2 separate regions of the Sus scrofa genome follow, and region 1 is linked to region 2. The links are chromatin contacts, called in public HiChIP or PLAC-seq maps. All regions are on one chromosome and are shown on one strand. Each heading gives the region's core, a stretch centred on a gene start, on an enhancer-like site or on the middle of the called end of the contact. The rest is flanking DNA. Distances are from core to core; before and after follow the strand shown.

Region 1 (2,700 bases), core at 83-2,582, 110 kb after region 2:
CGGAAAGGGAATTAAATTTTACTGACCCTTTACTACCTGCCAGGCTCTTTACATGTATGATTTCATTTTTTAAAATGATTTTTATTTTTTTCCATTATAGCTGGTTTACAGTGTTCTGTCAATTTTCTACTATACAGCAAGGTGACCCAGTCACACATACATATACACATTCCTTTTTCTCACATATCACGCTCCTGTATGATTTCATTTAATCCACATTAGAGTCTCCTTGAGGTCAGGAACCATGTCTTTGAAAGATTTGTACCCACAGCACTTAGCAGTGTTGGAAATGTATTACTTTTTCAATTCGATCAATACTTGTTGAATGAGTGAATCAAGTTGTCCAGCCAGATTTGAAATGACTGCCAACTACCTTAGCCTCACTCTTGCCAGTGGGATTGCTGCCTTCCAGTCAAGACATGTGCCATACAACTCTGCTATTGCTCGATTCTATAGGATTCTTATTCTATAGACCTCTTTTCAAAAGTTCTTGCCACAGAGAGATGAGATTAAGATGGCAGAGTAGAACTGCAGCTCACCTTCTCTCATAAAAACAACAAAATTACAACTGACTGCTGCATAATCTTCAAAAAAACAGACTGGAAATTATTGAAAAAGATATGCTACTTCAGAAGACAAAGAGGAGGCCACATTGAGAAGGGAGGAGGGGCAATGACTTTATATAAGTAACCCCATACCCTCCGAGTGGTGGCCTGCAGACTGGAAAATAACTATATTGCAGAGGTTCAGCCACAGGAGTGAGAGTTCTAAGCCCCATGTCAGGTTCCCACTCCTGGGGATCTGGCATTGGGAGGAGGAGCCCTGGGGCATCTGGGGTTGAAGGTCAGTGGACCTCGTGCACAGGAGGGCCACAGGACTGGGGGAAATGGAGACTCCCAGTCTTTCCTGTGCACTGGGTCCCAGGGCAAAGCAAAGACTCTATAGGAATCTGGGGCAGACCTGCCTGCGGTTCTTGGAGATCTCCTAGGAAAGCAGGGGGTGACTGAGGCTCATTGTGAGGGAAGGACATTGGAGACAAAGATCTAGGGACTAATCACCAGTCCCTAGACCTCTAGAGACTGGTGATTAGTCTGGAAAAACATGGCTCCACCCTTCAGGGCTGAGAAGCCCCAGGCTGAACAAAAAACTGAGTGGGAACTCAGCCCCACCTATCAGCAAACAAGCTGCCTAAAGACACCTCCCCTAACCCCAGGCACACAACTGTATCTAATTATACCCAGAGACAAAACTCCACCCATCAGAGGGATAAGAATCAGCTCCACCTATCAGTGGGCAGGCCCCAGACCCTCCCATCAGGAAGCCTGCAACAAGACAACAAACCCCCATACTAGCTTCAGCCACAAGGGGGCAGACCTCAGAAGCAAGAGAGGTTACAACCCTATTGTCTGCAAAAAGGAGACCACACCATGGAAAAGACTTTAGACTAATGATAGTAAAGATGATTCAAGATCTTGGAAGTAAATTGGAGGCAAAGATTGATAAATTACAAGAAGCACTGAGCAAAGAAATAGAAGATTTAAAGATTAAGCGAGCAGAGACGCAAAATACAATAACTGAAATTAAAAATTCACTAAAAGGAACCAGCAGTATAATACAGGAGGCAGGAGAACCAATAAGTAGGGTGGAAGACAGACTGGTGAAAATTACTGACACAGAACAGAAAAGAGAAAAAAGACTGAAAAGAAATGAAGACAGTCTAAGAGAACTCTGAGTCAATGTTAAAGGCAACAACGTCCATATTATAGGGGTGTCAAAGGAGAAGAAAGAACCAGAGAAAATATTTGAAGAGATAATAGCCAAAAACTTCCCTAACATGTGAAAGGAATCACTCACACAAATCCAGGAAGCAGAACAAATAATCATATAAAATAAACCCAAGGAGGAAGAGCCCAAGAAACATATTAATCAAACTGACTGAAATTAAACACAAAAGAGAAAATACTGAAAGCAGCTAAGGAAAAGAATGAAATAACATACAAGGGAAGCCTGATAAGATTACTGGCTGATTCTCAGCAAAACTCTGCAGGCCAGAAGGGAGCGGCATGATAAACTTAAAGTGATGAAAGGAAAAAACCTCCAATCAAGATTACTCTGCTAGCAAGGCTCTCATTCAGATTTGAAGAAGAAATCAAAAGCTTTACAGGCAAGCAAAAGCTGAAAGAACTCAGCACCACTAAACCAGCTTTACAACAAATACTAAAGGAACTTCTCAAGGTGGAAAAGAAAAAGCCAAAACTAGAAACAAAAATATTACAAACAACAAGGCTCACTGGTAAAGGCATATATATAGTAAAGGTAGGAAATTATACACACACAAATATGCTACCAAAACCAGAAATTACGAGAAGAGAAGGGTACAAAAGCAGGATACTGGAGATGCACTTGCAATTAAGAGACCAACAACTTAAAACAATCTTGTGCGTGTGTGTGTGTGTGTGTGTGTGTGTGTGTGTGTATAGACTCCTATATCAAAACTTCATGGTAACTGCAAACCAAAATCTACAATAGATATATACACAAATAAGAAAAAGCAATCCAAACCCAACACTAAAAGTAGTCATCAAACCACAAGAAGAAAACAAGAGAAGTAAAAAGACCAACAAAAACAAATGCAAAACAATTAATAAAATGGCAATAAGAACATACATATCAAAAATTAACTAAAATGGGAGTTCCCAT
Region 2 (2,700 bases), core at 105-2,604:
AATTGACAGAACACTGTAAACCAACTATAATGGAAAAAATAAAAATCATGTTAAAAAAATGAGAAAGCACACACATGCACACACAAACAGAAAACCCCACCTCACCTCTTTCAATTTGCAATTGAGAAACAAATATCTCTTGTTAACCAGTATCTTAAGGGGGGGGGGGACAAACACAAATGGAGAAATAATGGACACTTATATTGCTTTATATTAAAACTTCCAGAGAAGCATGAAAATGTTTTATTTTGTTAAATTCTTAAGCTTATTTCGTACCCTGGTAACAACCTGCATACGCTTAAAAAAAAAAAAAAAAAAAAAAAAGTTGGTCATTTAAGTATTAACAGAGACCTGTGAGTACAGCAGAGGAAAAACAAGTCTTTTAGGGGCCAGAAATCCTCGAGTAATCTTTTCCTTCACATCCTAGCTGGTAACCTTGGGCAAGTTCTGCAACCTTTAGGTCTTTGCTTCATCCACAGAATGGGATAATGAAATTACCAACTGGGTCAACACCAGGGTAACAGAGATAATATATGAGAAGGGTAATACTGCTTCCCCAGTATTCAAGAAAGGTCAACACCTCACACTTCTTCTCCTACTCCCCACCCAAGCAAGTGGAAAAGGGGCTATTAGATGGTTTGGAGGGGACTACATGATAGAAGCAGATTATGATGATCTGGAGCAATCGGGGCAGTGAAATTTCTTTGAAAGCTATTTTCCTGGTCTTCCAAGGGCTCCAGGAAAAGAAAAACACACCTCACCCCAAAAAACAGACTCCTGCATAGAGCCCCGGCGTTCTCCACTGGTCTCAGGACAATTGCTGGGAGCTGCTGAGATCAATGAGCACGCAAGGAGATTTTCATTCTCCTACAGCAGAAATGCCCTGGACGAAGAAAGGAAGAAAGCAAGCAGGTCGGCGTCACCTACAAGAATGGGAGAGAGTAGCTAGAACTGGGCTCAGCTCTGTTTCCCATCAGCTGGGAAGTTGCACGATTTAGTTTTATACTTATACCTGCAAAAAATAAAAAAGTGAAAAAAAACATATACATTATTCAAAACACTGGTTGCTTACTTGGTTAACAAAATATTTAGTGATTCACGTTGAAAATCCAATTATGAAACAGTCTATATCTAGCTGGGCTACGAGTTGTTATTGCTTTTAGTGTTTTTTTCTTTTTGCTATAGCTGCCAAGAACAGGAAGTTGCATTTTATTCCTGTTTCCAAATATGCCTGATGTCAAAATCTAAAGAGGAAAAAAAGTTCTGTTTTGCGACGCCATGAACTTCAGATGCTTTGCAGTTAAGGCCACCTTTGAGTTCAGCATAGACGGTCAAGTCCTGAAGGTCTCTTGCTTACTGGGAATTGTTTTCCACTTGACTGGCTAAGGCATCACTGCAAAGGAGACCTCTGTTTATTCTGCACCCTCCCCCTTTTGAGGTCGAACTGGAACCCTGTGCTCCTTCTCTTTGCCCAGAGGAACTAGGTCTCTAGCAATAAAAATAAGGTTGGGTTGGCACTGCAAATCCACAAGTAATTATTCATTAAGTCCTTATCCCTTATTTCCACAGCATAATAAGACTTCATTTCTAAGCCTTAGGATATTGAACTTTGCATCTGAAAGATCAGTGTCTCGGATCTAAGTGAAGTGTTCTCACTTGGAAGAACACCAATGTTCTGTGACTTTTAACCTTCCTTAGAGTGACTGCTCAGCAGATTCTAATCAGCCAAATGCCCTTAAAGACAAAAGTGACAGTCTCACACTAATGGAGTGGAAGCCTGGTTAACAGTTCCTACATGCCCCCACCTCTACCCCCACCCCATCACTATTTGGATTCAGATCAAGGCACAAAAGAATTGGCTCTTGCTTGCAGCTTTTTGGCAATGTGTTTTTTTTTTTTTTTTTTTTTTTATCTCAGCCATCTCAAGGTCTACCTTACTTCTAGGAAACTCCTGGTCCAGAAATGCCTTAAAAAATTAAATAATTTCTGGAGTTCCCATGGTGGCTCAGTGGTTAACGAATCCGACTAGGAGCCATGAGATTGCGGGTTCAATCCCTGGCCTCGCTCAGTCGGTTAAGGATCCGGCATTGCCGTGAGCTGTGGTGTAGGTTGCAGACGAGGCTTGGATCCCATGTCGCTGTGAGCTGTGGCATAGGCTCTGATTGGACCCCTAGCCTGGGAACCTCCATATGCCATGGGTGCGGCTCTAGAAAAGGCAAAAAAAAATAAAATAAAATAAAAAAATAAAAAAATAAATAATTTCTGAGGTTACTGGAGAGTTTTAAATCCTTTTAAGAAAGGATCCAGGATTGCTCGATTCAGATGCATCCCAATGGTACCTGTGGGTTTAAGTGTCTTAAGGGACATAATGCATGTAAATGAAGGAATTTTGAAGCTTAAGGTGGTGAGTGTGCTTTTGAAACACTATCTTCACCACTTGTGATGAGATGAGCAAATCCACCCAAACTGTCCATCCCAGTAAAGAGTGTCCTATGAAATTTAACCAGCGATAGGAAGGTATCAATGAAAGCTTTCTCAGTGTTTTGCGATGTGTATGGGATATGATACGAATGTGTTTAGTCACACACGAATCACCTTTGGATCCCCAACCTGACTCAACGGGGCTGCTACATTTTCCGACAGGCACATTCGTGTTCTGGTTTTACTTTGACAGGTGTTTCAACACTATCTTTCTTTAGC

Evidence for each region. HiChIP or PLAC-seq counts read pairs in DNA pulled down with a chosen protein or histone mark.
Region 1: a contact with region 2 is called in an H3K27ac HiChIP or PLAC-seq map of alveolar macrophages. The contact joins two enhancer-like sites. A contact is called at or near these places in 10 of 47 Hi-C or Micro-C datasets (alveolar macrophages, fetal heart ventricle, heart right ventricle and 5 more) and 2 of 2 datasets of contacts at active chromatin or transcription factors (alveolar macrophages and skeletal muscle).

What each region holds. Positions count from the first base shown.
Region 1 is chr1:21,668,904-21,671,603 of Sscrofa11.1, forward strand. All of the region lies in intron 1 of PHACTR2 (phosphatase and actin regulator 2), which reads right to left. Among named protein-coding and RNA genes, the nearest start is that of PHACTR2, 53 kb to the right of the region's middle. Within about 2 kb of position 1,333, at least 5 of the 83 cell types and tissues checked have an H3K27ac peak or open chromatin away from gene starts, as enhancers often do. A contact at or near this core is called in alveolar macrophages, where this site is marked.
Region 2 is chr1:21,559,312-21,562,011 of Sscrofa11.1, forward strand. All of the region lies in intron 1 of PHACTR2 (phosphatase and actin regulator 2), which reads right to left. Among named protein-coding and RNA genes, the nearest start is that of LTV1, 130 kb to the left of the region's middle. Within about 2 kb of position 1,355, at least 9 of the 83 cell types and tissues checked have an H3K27ac peak or open chromatin away from gene starts, as enhancers often do. A contact at or near this core is called in alveolar macrophages, where this site is marked.